Regions from separate parts of the Anas platyrhynchos genome. Here region 2 is linked to region 1. A link is a contact called in public Hi-C data. All regions are on one chromosome and are shown on one strand. Each heading gives the region's core, a stretch centred on a gene start, on an enhancer-like site or on the middle of the called end of the contact. The rest is flanking DNA. Distances are from core to core; before and after follow the strand shown.

Region 1 (7,806 bases), core at 2,114-4,613:
AAGGACATGCTGCTCAATGGGTCCAAACCCTTGCTGTCAGCCTTGCTGTGAAAACTGCTGCGGCCATGCAGTTAGGTGCTCATGTGTCTTCCCTGTGGAGCATTCATTAAAAGGCTCCTTGTAAGGCCTCCTGCGGACTATTGGGGATTCATCTCTCCTTAGCCATGCCAGCCTAGCTGGTGGGTATGTCCTGACCATGGCAAGCGTCTCCTTAGCCTTGTGCTGGGAGTGCAGCCATGAATTCTGCATTCATTCCAAGGTAGCGAGAGTGCCAAGAAGAAAGTTGTAGTGAGCCCCTGTACCCAGAGTATTCCAGCAATGCAGCTGGTGACAGGCTGATCGGATCAGTGTGCCTTTATTCCTGTTGTTAGGAGCTGTGGAGGATCAAGAAGGACGAAGGATGCAGTGCGTGGGTGATTGTGGGAGAGCTGCATTTGATTCCTTGCTCATTAATACCCTCCAGGTATAATACAAAGTTGTTCAGGCCTAGATGATCAATGGGAACTAGATAGAACAGGGTCCTTTTAGGATCTCTGCTGACGGTTCCATAAATTCATCCTCTAAATGTAAATAGAAAATAATACCATGTTCTTCCTCCACAGGTTACTTGTGATGATATGTACAAGCAAAAAGTCAGGTGCACGTGGGCATTATGTAGATGAGGGCTGCGTTGAGTCCCTGTACTGGGTCTGGCATAATTGATCTGTTACGTTTGGCATAATGCTGTGTTAGGGTTACTTCTTTCTGTGTTACGTTACTCGGTCTATTTATTTTTCTGCTTACAGTAGTCTGCCTCTCTGAACTAAAAAGTGAAAGCCGTGTATTTGTGACCATACGTGTATATGTATGATGGCAAGGGCATTTGAGTTTGCCTATTAGTGAGTCTCGTGATCTGCTTTGTGTTCCTCTACTTTGGAATTTTATACTAAGGATTTTTACTGTATTTAACACAAAAGCATTGGAGCTCTTGTAGGGGGTGTAAAGAAGGGGAATCTGTGCAAAAAAAAAGTCCAAACTCTACAGAAAAATCCCACTAAACTGGTTAATCCTTCTGCTTACTATCATCCATCTTACAAGTGGTTATCAAAAAGGGGGTCATGTTTCACATGGATTGAACTGGATTTGTTTATGGCAAAAGCCTTTGTGGCACATTGATTTTCATGAGGAGGGCATTTACAGCAGGGAAATAGGATTCCCTGTCCTCTTTTTCCTTCATAGGTATTCTTCCACCCACTGCTTTGTGGAGTATGTGTTTAGATGTTGTCCCCAACAACCCCAACAATTTGGTCCTTGATGTAGTTAATCCCACAGTAAACTTGTGTTGAATTTGTGTTGCTGTTTTTAGAAACAGAGTATAAAATCATGAAGGCAGGATTGTGACCTTACTGCAAAATCAAGTAGAAGAGAAGCTAAGTTGTGGAAGGGAACAGTTTTAACCAGACATAAGTCTTCAACAGCATTAGCAGAAGAATTGAACAGTATAGGTCAAGTAAATTGATTTTTGTATAAATATTCTCTTTTTCAAATTCGTGATGACAGGAAAATCTTTTTACATTTGACCTCTCTTCCAGTGCAGTTATTTTTGTGAGAAGTACCAGACAAGCAAGGAAAACAATGCTTTGTATTTAACGACAAAAACATGAATTGAGGCAGCTCAGTTTCCCACATTACTCCTGAGCTTTTCAGCCTTGACCTAGGTGAACACTTTTCTTGGGCAAGTGCTGAGACCCTTTGATCTCCAGATTTAAACCATACTTGCCCTCTGCTATCACTAGTTTTTTCTGCAGTATTTTCAAGAGGGATCAAAATGATGATTTTTGCTAGAATACCGAACTACTGCACTGACCTTTTAGTTAGATATAAGCTAGCAACAGTTTAAACTTCTGCCTCCCTAAACTGTTTGCAAACCATGAAGGTGGCACTGAAAAAGTGTGTGTTCACAACAGACCCCGTGATACTGGTATGGCAGAGGATTTGGTGCGTCCCTAAGGAATTCTAGCAACAAGGGTGCCTTTGGGATAACTGTAATTAAGCTAAGACTGATCTGGTGCCCATAGCTCTCACCCACTGACAGCAATACATGCTGAGATCATTTTGTCAGTTGGTGTTTTGCTGTTTAGGGAACAATAAATGTTGATTGTCCTCATCTGTGCCAGTTAGGCAGTTGCAGAAGGGGAAGGAGTTGGATGAAATCTATAAATCTGCCGGTGAGCTGTACAGGTAGCTCTTAGAGTTTCTGCAATAAAATACTTCTTCCTCTGTGCAGAATAAAGCTTTGGTGCTTTGGAATGATGAATTCAGCTGTCTTGCTGGTGGAGAAGATTAAGCAAAAGTGAAGGAGCTTAAAAACTATGAGTCAGGAGATTTGGAAGTCTTCAGTGGTCTGATCTTTTTCTATACAGTACGAAGGCCTCTTATTTACTTACCTAAAATGTAGTGCTGCCATCTTAATCACAACATTTTTAACCTGGAAATACAAAAGGATTGGAAGTGTGACCTCACACTCCTGCAGGCCAGAAGGGACCAGTTATTCTTCCATCCCATCTGTGGCTAAAGAGCCAAACACCTGCTACGGGGGAATTAAGACCAGGTCAGAAAGACCTGATCAAGAAGAGTAAGTCTCACCTGCCCTGTATCAGGTCTCTGAAGACATGCTTAGAGGAGAGTATGGGTCTGCACAACCCAAATGCCTCCTTCACATGAGGTAGGAAGGGAAAGGATTGCAGCTGGGGATAGGTTTGAAGGTAGATGTAAGGTCTGATAGGCACTGGGTTTAACATTTAATGACTTGGCTGCCTCAGCAAGGGTGGGTCCCTCCGGGTCCCTCCCAGGGACAGAGGTGCTCCTAGGTCAAACCTAGCCTCACGATTACTTCCTTTTTGTTTTTGCTGCTGTGAGTAAGAGTTGTACAGGTTTAAAGCTAAAACACCTTCTCTCTAGTAGTGACATACCTGATCTACTCCCTGTGTCCACTAAGTACCAGCTAAATGCCGTTTCTGTGCCAGCTTTGGCAGCAGCTGCCGGCTTTGCTGATGCTGCAATAGAGGCAGGCAGTGAGGGAGATGGGGAGGTAGGCAGAGAGCCACCAGAAAGAGCAGCCTGAGGAGGTGCTTCAGGCTGGCATAGGAGAGAAGAACGGGGTTTAGAAAGTAAACAAAGCTGGCTCCACGTTGGCTTAATCAGCAGGGCAGGTAAAGGGATGTGGAAGTAGACACGGGGAGCACGGTTGCAGCAATCATTAAAAACAAAGACGAGAAACTTGAAATTGCGGCAGTGATTGTCAGCAGCAGCAGCCACACTGCCCTGCTGGCTCAGCAGCAGCTCGGGCCATGGAAGCAGGCGGCCACGTGCCACGTGCTGCCGCGGGAGGGCTGCCAGCCGCCAGGAGCTGCAGGGCTGCTGAGGGCAGGGGGCTCCAGCCCAGCCTGCTGGGGTCAGAGATCAGGCCCCGCGCTGCCTTCACCCAGAGCTGCAGCTTGTGTGTTCGTTATCGTCAGCCGTTCATTAATCTGCCATGTGTATCTAAGTGTATTTGGAGAAACTGACTCCTGAGGAAAGCTGGAATTTTGACCTCTTAGCATTAATGTCTTTTTGTTATGTTTTGTTTTGCTTTGCTTTTAATGAGCCACAGGCAAGGTCTTCTCCCTGTGACATCTGTCTGATACTGTACAAATTAGGATGTTCCCCTTTTTGCTTCCTAAAAAAATCTGTGATCAGATCATAAAATATCCTATTGTATACTAGGATATGTCAAGCCTGATATTTAAGTATCAGAACCCGGATTTTTCCATAAAGGGAATTGGATCTTTGCCACCTTTGCCTGCCAAAAGACCCATCAACCAAATATTATGTTATGAGCTCCTGCTTGATTCTCATTCTTTCTCTGCTGCCATGAGGTTTATTGCTAGTCTGCTTTTATTTTTATTTTTTTTTCAAAGAGTTCAAGTCCTCTCCTCTCTCAAGACTGTATTTTCTTTTATGCTGAGTCAGTCTGGTTTTCCATGAGTCTTCCATCTCTCAAGTTAAAAAGTTAGGCAGTCGTGCTCCCGTGTGCTTTCTGCAGAATCAGGTTCTCTGTCAAGATTTAGCTCCAGTCTCCTGCTTGTACTTCAAGAATGCTCTCCCCTGGCCCAGGAGTTAGTGAAAAAAAATTTTTCAGCTTTACTTTTTCTGCTAGGAATGGTCAAAGATGTTATTTTGATAACTGTGTACTGTTTGTTTGTTGTGCTATTTTCTGTTCTGTTTCTCAAATTCATTTAATGGGGATTGATCTCTATGCTGCCAGTTCCTAATTAGCTTATCACCTTTTGGTTTTCTATCATTATCATGGCTTATTTTTGCTTTGATGAGTAAAGAATGACATTTGCATGTCCTGTAAAGGTTATTCCACTTTAAGCTGAAGAGCCTTCCTATCTGATGTTAGTCCAGAAAAGTACTTATTTCCCTTCCCTCAATGCAATAAAGGCTGTCCAGTTAACTTCTACAAAGTTCTTTGGTGCTTTCAGTGTGCCTTGAAGGTAGTGTTAACTTTTTGTATATGTAGGAAAAGAAAGTAGGCTGTTTCACCTACAATCTGTAATAACTTCTCTACAGCACTTTCCAGGCATTTTACATGTGTTCTTTGCAACTCAGCATGCTTCTGGAAAACCTGATGAAACCATGTTTTATTGGTAAGATCTTTTACATGTACACTCACTCCATCATCAAGTTGCTCTTCACTGTGATTTTCCATGTGTTCATGGGGTTGCATCATGTAGTCATCTGAAACCCTAGTAACTTCTTTTTGTACCTGCAGTCTTAAAATTGCCCTTATAATCCCGAGTGCAGGAGGTCTTCTGTTTGTCGTGTAGAAGAAATATAAATGCTCTTCGGCTTTGTGATTTTTTTGGGGGAATTAGCCCATTAGCAAACAGCATTTGTCTCATCATTTCCCATAATTACTAATAAACAAGATTATTTATGAAACTTCCACTGAAGCCCATTAGAATAGTTCTGGCAGAGGGGATATTCACATCGTGTCAGTTCTGCTTCACAAAATCTTCAGGGCAGCTAAGCTCATTATGTGCTAGATTTGAGCTTTCTTGTAGTCTGTTGGCAGTTACTTAATCGTTTCAAAATGAACCCTTTATGTAGGTATTTTTAAACAGATAAATCTTTTTCTTGGAAAATATTTTTCTAGTTGTGTTCAGTTGATCATTAAGAACACAAGAAATGTTTTCTTTGTGCACAAAGGGTCTAATTCTCATGTGATGTATCCACGTTTTACACTAGTATAACTCCACTGACATCAGTAGAATTCCTCCTGCTGTACACTGGCGTAAATTATGTTTTTTTCTTCCCTTAAAAGCAAGCAAACAAGCCCCACTAATTTTCAGGTTAGCCAGCAAGTTGACAGATGTGACTTCCAACAGTCATCCAGAAGCCTCCAGTGCTGCATGCCAAGGCTTGGAAAAATCTGGAGCTATGAAAGAGTTCCCAGAATGGCCCCTTACACAGTGCACACTCAGGACGTTAATTGTTAGAGAAGGCTTTTGTCAGCTGCTCAGTGGAATCGAGCTCCCCTTCCTGTAGCTCTGCAATGAGCAGAGGCCTTACAGAAACCATTTTTATAAACAAGGAGTATATCAATTTAATGGTGCTGGTTGCAGGAGGACCTAACGTATCACACTAACTGAATGAACGTTATAGTCATGAAATCTTCAAAGATTTAATTCTATAAAGTGCTTACACACTGATATTCAAGATGGTTAGGTAGAAATGAGCTGAACTATAAGACAAATAAAAAAAAAAAAACTGCAAACTTTTTTTTTAGCCCCTCCTGGCTGCTGGTTACCTGACAGTAAATTTATTAAGGTGTATTTCTTTCTAAATAAAGTGTTTAATTTCTTGTGACTACTTAGAGCAAGATGATGTAGTTCTTCGAGAACAGTGTCAAGGACTGACCATTCCTTTCTTGGAGACCTCTCAGCCAAGGTGTTCAATGACCATAATCCAGGTTTTCTAAACTGTGACAGAAATGACAAGTACAATAAAGGCATTTTTCCAAGGAGAGCCGCTTGGGAAGCTAGCTGCTCAGAGGTGAACCACTGCCTATCTGCCTGTTGGTCACTTTTAATGACAAGGATGGAAAGAGCTGGCCGGGGCAGCAGCAGACTCAGCACATGGGACAGCTTGGGGATAGCTGGCTCAAAGGCTGGCGCTTCTTCCAGGAGAACTGGGTTTAAGCAACAAGAAAACGATGGGAAAATGGCATTTTCTTTGCTTCCTTGAAATTAATTGTTGAGTCACATATAACTCCAATGACCAGACAGGGGGTCTAAACATATAAAGGTGTATGTTCTGCATGTCTTTTCCTTTTGTGAAGAAGTGTGGGCAAAAGAGCTGATCGGATCAGAGCTGATAATCTCAATGCATCATTTCAAGCTCATTCTTCAAGCATGTAGTTTTTTTTTGTCACTGCTTTTACTGGTCATTTCTGCTTGCTTTGAACTGGGAGAAAATCGTTCCTTGCAGAGCCCTGTAGGTCAGAATGTCGCATGCACACAAGAAAGGTTCAAAAATTACAAACTTGGAGACACAACAGCCTGGTGTAGATATGCAGTGGATTCACGTAATTGAATTTCAGGCAAACCATTCCAGCCCAAGGGTCAAATTATGAATAAATATAAGACAAAACACACCATCTGGTGAACCATGCCTAATGTAACTGAATTAATTGTTCAGTGGATCTCAAGGCCGGTTAAATAGCTTATCCATATTTCTCATTGCTTCTACTAAATGACACATTCAAAGCTCTTTCCTCCCTTCTCCCCCTCTAACCCTTTAACCTCTGAGTCATTTAGTGGTGGTGGGTGGTGTCTGCTCTGACAGTGTGTTGAGTATGTTGCAGAAATAAACAGGCTACTTCAGAATTTTTTTAGCAAATAAGAGCCTGTAGTGAATGACTGACTCTCAGACATATGGGCCTGAAAAGACATAATTTAAATTCATTATAGTTATTATTCGCATAGTGCTAGCTACTTCTGGGTGGTTTTACAGGCAACATATATCTCTAGAATAGTTTCCTGTTTAAGAATTTATGCACAAAGATGAAAAAAAGCAGAGCTGGATGTGAAATGGTTGTTGTAAAGTCTAGCTTTGTTTCAATAGTTTTATGATTTTGTTGATTATAAAATCAGTGGCTTGCTTTCTTCAGACTTTGCTCGCTTTAGCAGGCTGCTGGACAGCTGTTGATTTTTTAGAAGGCTGAAAAAATACATTTTTAATCGGTGGAACAGTCTGCAGGTTTTTAATGTGATTTTCTGCTGTGTGGAGCAGGTTTCGGGGGGTACAGAATATATTCAACTTTCGTATAGAAAATAGGACAGTCACATTTTTACAACTCCAAAGAAATAAATGGCATAATGTGAGTTTCAGACCAGTACTCTTAGTCACTACTTGTTTGAGCTTACCAGTATGTCTCAGAAAGGTGTTGTGTTGCCGTTTCAGCCTTGGTGATCACAGCAGAATTATTCAAGCAGTGCTAACAAAACTGGTGAAAAAATGTATGCCAGATTTTGGAAAATACTTGTTCTAAGATTTCTTTCTTGGTGATATATAGTGCATAATTATATCCAAAAAATGTGGTCAGCAAGTGAGAAAGAACTCAGCAAATGTATCATTCATTTTGTAGCCAGTGTATTTTATTCTTTATATATTTATATTTATGTATTTTATATGGAAGCTCTGTAGGACAAACTATTTCATCAAGAGCAATTTCTTTCCTGTAGACATGTTCACAGAAATTCATGGATTCTTCTGAACAGA
Region 2 (7,806 bases), core at 3,525-6,024, 440 kb after region 1:
GGTGTAGCAGCTTTTAGCTAAAAAAGAAAGACATGGTAATGCATTAATATTTAAGGCTTCTATCACTACTTTCACAGGCCCTTCTGTGAGGGTGTTACCCTCAAATATTTTCCAAGCCATAGGCATTAAGGTAACAGCAGAAAACATGGGTTTTCTTTGCATCTCTCTGTTCTTCTCTGTGACCTGTCCTATGAGGCTCCAGTTACTAAGGGTGAAAAAAGCCTTCCACTGTGATAGTTTTAGAGCAGTCCAGTTCCGTGCCAGGAGGAATTGCGCCGTGCTTTCACACCCCATGTGGCTTGCACCAAACCTTACACTGAGATATCTACAAACCAGGGGATGTTGTTTGGAAAATGAACAGATAACCTGGGTGGGTGATTCACTGGGAAAAGAACAGATGATGGTGGGGTTCCAAGAGGAGTATCCCGTGGCTCTGTAAAACATGCTTTTAGTATGTATGAGCATGTGTATTTGTGCAAAGATGGGGGACTTGGACTGAACATGAAAAACACAAGTTTGAGACATTCTTTAAAGGCTCAGAGGAAGGATAAGAAGGCTTTTTCCTATGCTCTGGAAAAATCTAGCCATTGCAGCCAGAGTGCTTCCCAGTTGTGCATCCCATGGAGACCAAGGCCTTGGCAGATCCAAGAGCTGTCTGCATTCAGGTGTTTTCGGTGCCTCCAGTGTTGATGCAGGAGAGCCTCACGTGGTTGAGCTCTTTCTCCCATTCTACAAGTAGTTTCGCCTCACCTGCGTCTTCCCTTCAGAAAGTTTATCCTGAATACATGTTTTAGATAATAGTAAGGACAGCTCAGTTCTCCTTAAGCATGTCTCAGTGCCAGGAGACAGAGTAGGTGACTGCTCGTCCCTCAGCTCCCTGCATTTCTGTGATTCTCTGCCTTGGAAGCATATTAGTAAACTACCTGGCAGGGGCCTTTTTGGTCAGGAGCCTTCCAGGCTGAATGTTTTCTAAATTGTCTGTTGTGGTTGCAGGGAACCCAGCCTGGGACTAATCCCCCAGCCTATCCTCTCAACAAATTGCTTGCAAAAGTCATTAATTTTGCTGTAATTGATTTAAACATTGCTCAGGAGGAGGAAAAATGAGGGAAACAAATGCCACTTTGAATGCTGAGGACGACGCGTTCTCAATTTTCTGTCGTATTATCTCCACATGTGCTCATTCCCTGCTGGCTCTTCCGCAAGCGCCGGTGCCGAACAGTCGCGCGGTGAGTCCCAGCTCAGCGGCTGCGCCGTTTGGTGGTGCCACGAGCCGTGCAAACCCGCGAGCTCCCCTCCCACCCCAGACATGATACGAGGGATTCTGCGGAGATTTTGTGCTCTGGTGAAGTGCTTGCCTCTGGCAATTCACATCTGCTCGGGTGGCTCCATCTACCACGCATGGGCACATCAGGCTTTGGAAAGTAGCCATGGAAAAGCACAGAGCTGGGCTCTCAATGCGAGCCGCAGTCACAGGATAATACCTGATGACAAGCTCCTTGAAATGTCAGTGCCGATGGTGAAACGGTGCTTTTTATGAAGCAGCCACCTGTTCCCGTCGCATTAGCTCATTGCTACTCAAATCAACTACTGTATCCCCAGCTGTAAAGTAGCTTTAATTAAAATGAGTCATTGCTCAATACCAAGTTGTCCCCCATTTTGGGTATTTCTTAGAAATTATATTATTTTTCCTTATCACTTCATCACTGGGCTTAGGCTTTCAGGAACTGCACCCACTGATGTCACTGGGATCAGAATACAGTACACAGATTTTAACTGAGCAATGACATAGGAAAAATGTATTTTTAAGTTGGGCTTAGCTTTGTTTGGCATATTTATTTATATCTCTGACAACTGAATGAGGAGTGCCCTGGCTCCAAGCCATCTCTCTCAGTAATGTTCTTTTTTCAGGTCCTTGGTAAATGGCTTCTCAAATGTATTGTGCATTTCTTCCTGACATCTTTATGCAGTTTCTAGGTCACTGACCTAAGACGGGACTATAGGTGCCACTGAAGCTAAAGGAGAGCCATGTCAGCATGGAGAAGGAAGGTTGTTACTGAAACCCTGTAGTTGGAAATCATGTCTGTGTAAGATGAGCTCTAATACGTGTATATCAGGATGTGCAGCATGTTTAGTAAACGCACTGTCATGAATCAGAAGATGCAGGAGGTGGGATCCTGGCTGCCTGGGGCCAGCTGGGTGGACTGCCTTAAGCTGCTGTGGGTGGGCCTGGTTTCTGTGGAGGTGAACAGTTTGAGTAATGGCACCACAAAGATGTAAGACGTTGGGCCTCTCAGCTGATTCTTGGTAGGAGTAGGTGGTCAACTTACACTTGCATTTTGTTTGCAGGCATCATGTGTTTTAGCCAATTTATAAGCAGGTCTTTTAATTAGGGCTTCCCACCAGGAAACTTAAGGAAAACATCCACCACTGACCCCGAAGAGTCCCTCTTTGATTCTTCTCTGATTCTAAGTTACACGGAGCAGCATCCTCTGCAGCTCCGTGCTGTGGCCAGGCAGGGAGCAGAGCCGTGCAAGCCCTTCTGCCAGCTGTGAGATGAGGGAGGGATGTCAGGGCTGGGCTTGCACCAAGGTGGCATTGCTGGTTTTCCTGCCTGACTTGTCAGCTGCTATTAGGGAAAGTTTGAGTCCTGACGACTTGGTGTTTCCCAAAGCGCCCTAATGAAAGCCCCCTTATAGTGACAGCGGCCCTGGTGGGAGCTCAGTCAGGCACCCCCAGAAGTCACAGGCTGGGCCAGACCGATAGTACTCAGAGAAAGCAATTGCTGTCATGTCCTGTCATCACGCTGTGCCAGATCATTAACGATGAACACACGATGTTAGCTTTCACTTCATCTGCAAGAGTTCGCACGCTGCTGCTTCCAGGCCACCTGTGCTGCACAAAGGACGTCGCTGATTGATCCATCAGTTATTGCGGGGCAGGTTGTTAGCTGCTGAGCAGGGGGGTGGTCAGAATGTTTTAGGGCCTTTTGAAGGCTGTAGGAAAAAAACAGAACAAGGGAGTGTCTTAGAGTATGAGGGTGTTGGTGGGTGGGGTCCTTTATTTTGGATTTTTTCCTCCTGTTGTGTTGGCTCCTTTGTCTGTGCTGCTCTGTAGCAGTTGCAGGGAAAGGTGAACGGGCTCTTGGTTAGGGCAAAGGGGCAAGACCAGAGAAGCCCTTTGGGCATGCTACACCAAGGGGCTTTCCATTCCAGCTCTCCAAGAGCACATCAGCTGAACTAGCAACGCTTTGGTAGCAGTGGCCAAGGGAAATTAATACCCACCCTTCCCTGGAAGGTCTCTATCAGGGCAGCTGTACTTGTGTGTGTTGTGGGTGAGGTGCTACCTGAAAAAAAAATGGGAGTTTGCTTCAACAGGGACTAAAGAGCTGTGCAGGGCTCTATTCCAAAACATGCTCCAAGACCCACAGAGGGACGGTGCAGGGTCAGTGCCAGGAGGAGCTCTGGGAGCCCCATCCCCTCCCTCTCCTCTGCTCTGTGTGGAGCAAAAGTCCATGGGCTGGGCTGTGGGGAATGATGCGGAGCTGAGCTCCAGCCAAGTGAAACATGCTGGAAATGCTCGCTGAAATTCCTCCTTGTGCCCTCTCTCATCCCTTTGTTTTCAGTTCACCTCTGCAGTCCGCCTATGAAAAAGGAGAGCTGCTGCAAGCATAGGTGGCTTGAGTAATTCTTTGGAGAAAGGGCATGGAGCCTGGCCTCTTCCACCTGCAAAAATTGACACTTATTGTTTCTGCCACGAGGTTAAGTTGAACACTTGGCCCCTGCCAGGTTCAGCAGAGCAGCAGTTGTGCCGACATGTGGCCTGTTCGGCCCAGGGGAAAAGGCTGCAGGGATGGAGCCACCTCAACCACGCCCAGAGCAGTGTGGCCCTCCCCTGTCCTCAAGGAGGCAAAGCCACTTTGGCACAGTGACAGGCAGGCCCTTCGGATAATGGCAGGGCTCGGGTGACCCTGGTTAATTACTGGGCCTCCCATGGCACTCACCAGTGGACGAGGTAGCACTGCCCTCCAGTTGCAAAGGTCCTCTCTGTTTTGTTGGGAAAAAATAAATAATAAATAAATAAAATAAATAAATAAATAGATAAATGAATAAAAGAGTAAATCCTGCAAGCAGAAATGCCAGTGAAAAGCCTGCTGGGTGCACTGCACACTTCGTTTCGGTACAGCCTCACTGCATTCATGTGAGCAGCACCAGTACAGCTGCTGGGTTTACACAGGGCTTTAAAGCCAAGCGTGATGTAGATGCTTTTCTGAGCCAAGATCTGTCACTTGTCTCTCTCTAGGTCCTCCATGGGATGTGGCCAGGCACTGAGTAGCTTTGTTTTCTAAATATTGGTGGCTTTCCTCTCCACTGCTGGACAGCCAGCCTTCACCTGCCCAGAGGGGAATCCTGGGCGGGCAGCGGGCAACCCCACTGTCCTGCTTCCAAGCCCAAGTGGGTCAGCCTCCTGCACATCACATCCTCCTGCGGAAGGAGAGCTTGCAGCTCCTTTCCTAGCTGCACCTCCTGCTTTATATGTAAACATTCTGCTTTCGGAAGGTCTTCACCAGTGAGTGTGTTAGCAGTCAGTGCGTTCATACCTGCTGCCTTTTTGGGTACTGTTCAGTCATGGCTATTTACACCCTGAGCCAAGAACAGCCCTGAGACTTGTTCTGTTCTCCTGTCCCTCTGCCCGGCTGTCCCCGCGCAGCTCGGGGCCTTGGTGCTGCCTCCTCGCTCAGTGCTGGCTGCGATGCATGCGGCCCTGCTGGCTTCTGTGGGACGAAGCCTCCATCTCCTGGCAGCACGGCCGCACCGCAGCCACCGCCAGCTGCCGGTGGGAACTGGCCCAGAAACGCAGCAGAAAGCGCTCCCGGAAAGCAGAGCACGGCCTAGGCTCGCTTGGTGTTTCCGTCAGGCCGCGCAGGAGGGGTGCTGTGTTCAGCACAAAGCGTCTCAGGGTGCGTGCTGGTGGTGAAGTGTTCCGAGTGTGGGTTCTCTCTGCGAGACCCAGAAAGTCTTATCCTGGTCCTAAAATGTCCCCACGAGGCTCTCTTAGTGCATTCCTGCCAGACAAAAGCCCAGCACCACGCCACCTCTCTCGTCCGAGGCTGGCTGGAGGTGAGGTGCTGCACCGCAGGCAGCTGAGGGGAGGGGGAACTCTGCAGGGGTTTCTCTGTCAGCCTAGGAACTGGATTTTTCTTCCCAGAATTTCTTCTTCCAGAAGCTTGACAGGCTGTGTTTGAGTATCTGTCACAATTAGTGAGGAAGTCAGGGGCTGTTTCCAGCCCTGCAGCAGCAGCCACCCCCAGAGTTACCCCTGAAGAGCATCGGCTGCACGTGCAGGCTCTACAAGCTGCTCACACCGTGCGTCTGGCTCACTTCACCGGCTCCTGCAGCTCCTCAGATGCTTCCAGAGAGCAATCTCTCTCCAGTGTCGAGTGCTCTCAACAGCAGGCAGTTCCAAAATTCCCCATGGTTTTGCAATTGTTCAAATCTTTCTCCAACACCATCCTCCTTACCAAAGGTGCCAGCTGAGAACTTTTCACGTCCTGGCCCCTGCTGTGCTTCCCCCAGCAGCCCGGAGCTGCGGTTTGTGGTGGGTCACCTGCACCTGCAGCAGCATCCATCCTGCAGGGAGGGCACGGCTCGTGCCGGGCATGTGGCAGGGTCACACGGCCAGAGCCTGTGGTCACGACGCCAGGAGGGATGGGCTCAGTTAGCACAAGCCTGACCTCGCCACCACAATGCTCAGCCTTTAAACGTGGTGTGATGGCATGCTGGGGCCGAGTGCTGCCGAGCCCTGTGTCCCTCAGCCATGGTGATGACGCTGAAGGGGCTCTTTGGTTTCAGGCTTGTGCTTGTTCCCTTTTTGTCTGCTGGGGGGCAAGCCTGGCCTGGAAGGGGGTTGGTGCCTAATTGACAGTTTTTTCCTGGTACGGTGAAGAATGATGGTTCCCACTTACAGTTTTTCCCTGTTTTTCCCCAACAGGACTCTGAGGTCCTATCCCTCCAGTGAGGGGTGACACCGAGGGAGGGTGGGGGGAAGAAGAGGTGGTGAGAGGGGACTCAGCCTTCCCAGGCCACACACATGGGAAGCCACGCTGCCTTTTGGAGCAGCACCTTCCCCCCCTCGCCTGCCGGTGTTTCTGACTGTGATTCGTCTCCCCCAGGTATCCCTCAGCCACGAGTGCACCCGCGCCATCATGAAGCTGATGTACTGCCCGCACTGCCGGGGCATGTCCAGCGTGAAGCCGTGCAACAACTACTGCCTGAACGTCGTGAAGGGCTGCCTGGCCAACCAGGCGGACCTCAACACCGAGTGGAAGTACCTGATGGGTAAGAAGGCCTTAGCCACAGCACAGCCACCTCTGGTGGCACCTTTTGAACTCTCTGAGGTAGCGTTTGCCAAGAAAAGAAAGGGCCATTGGAAGCACTCAAGGAGGCTTTTACACTTCTGTTTCTCTGCCCATGATCCAAAGTCTAGAAGCTATTGCAGGACATTTTGCTGGACTTTAAGACCGTCAGAAAGTGACATTGGTATGGCTACCAAAGGGCTCAGGCAGTTTCATCTTCTCTTTGTTAGGGGTTGCCTACAGGCAGCATTCAACTAATTTGTCCTTCCCTCCCAAATTGTGAGGCTCAGGGACACGTCCTGCTGCCACACTGTCCGAGCTGCCTCCTCATCCATACAAGACCATTTGTGAGAGCACATGGGAAGCTCTGGGCAGCCCTCTCTGGGAGGTCGTCTGGAAACGTGAAGCCATAAACTTTTTCCATGGGTGGAGAGCAAAGGGATCAGAATTACTGCTAAATGGAAAGAGGCCTCTTATGTGCATGGGAAGGAGGGGCTAAGGTCACATGAGGAATGGGAAAATTAGACTTGTATTTTAAATGAGAAAAGAGCTCATTTCTCTTCTGTTTGGTCACACAGCTCGGTGGGTTGTATGTGTATAGAGGTGTCCATTTCATTGAGTTTAAAGGCAGAAATATCACTGTGCTGCTGTGATCTGATCTCCTGTGCAACACAGTTGCAGTGCTCTCACTGCTCCTTGTGTGCCCAGAAAGTTCCCATTTCTCTCCCAGGTTATACATTTTGACCCGGAGTGATCTGAGACCAAGGGAGCCTTGGTGTGACGGTCTGGGCTCACAGGAGGCAGCAGCAGGGCAGATCAGCTTCGGGCTTGGCCTTTCCCCTTTTTGGTGCCCACTGCCAGGCCGTCGGGACGCCAGCTCCACTAGCCAGCTGCAACCCCGTGGGCAGGCTGGGGACTGAGGTGTGGTGGTGCTGACAGGAAGAGTCCCGCTGAAGCTCAAGGAGTGTCACCTGCCTCTCCAGGGACACTGCACGCTAAAGATCAAACTGCTGCAAACAGAGGCCAGGGCGCGTACTCCGGGAGGTGCATTGGCCAGCTGCCTGCCCCCTGCTAGGGGCTAATGAACCAAAGGGCGATGCACTGCAGCTAATTGCTCCTGCTCCCCGTGAGAGCAGCTTGGGAGCCTGCTGTAAAAGAGGGGGAGGAATATTCCCTTCCCCTGGGGCTTTACACCAGGATTTTGATTAAGCTTTGGCCTTTCGGACCAGAGCAAGCCAGTTGTTACCTGTCAGTGCTCTCCTGACAGGGTGACTGCCCATCTCCTGCAAGGTCAAGGTACCGCTCTCGCTGACGGACAGGGAGCCAATTCTGGGCGCGTTTTGCAATTATTGTGGGTTCCTCTTGCCCAGGAGACACCGGTCTTGTCAGGAGCTGATGGCTAGGAGGAAATTGGAACTTCTTACAAATAGCAGCTGTACCTTTCAATGCCATAG

What was found. A called contact is a pair of places that touch in the nucleus more often than the background predicts.
Region 2: a Hi-C map of subcutaneous adipose tissue shows a contact between it and region 1, with 2.5 times the contacts expected there. The contact joins two enhancer-like sites. A contact is called at or near these places in 2 of 8 Hi-C or Micro-C datasets (liver and subcutaneous adipose tissue).

What each region holds. Positions count from the first base shown.
Region 1 is chr9:13,404,183-13,411,988 of IASCAAS_PekinDuck_T2T, forward strand. The region is part of intron 7 of LOC101803486 (glypican-5); the gene reads left to right. Among named protein-coding and RNA genes, the nearest start is that of TRNAI-AAU, 150 kb to the left of the region's middle. Within about 2 kb of position 3,364, at least 1 of the 8 cell types and tissues checked has an H3K27ac peak or open chromatin away from gene starts, as enhancers often do. A contact at or near this core is called in subcutaneous adipose tissue, where this site is marked.
Region 2 is chr9:13,843,352-13,851,157 of IASCAAS_PekinDuck_T2T, forward strand. GPC1 (glypican 1) reads left to right here. Exons shown (of 13, transcript XM_072042424.1): 8 at 6,170-6,335. It overlaps LOC140003183 (a long non-coding RNA gene), which reads right to left. Exons shown (of 3, transcript XR_011811336.1): 2 at 4,001-4,043; 3 at 2,855-2,993. Among named protein-coding and RNA genes, the nearest start is that of DUSP28, 20 kb to the right of the region's middle. Within about 2 kb of position 4,775, at least 1 of the 8 cell types and tissues checked has an H3K27ac peak or open chromatin away from gene starts, as enhancers often do. A contact at or near this core is called in subcutaneous adipose tissue, where this site is marked.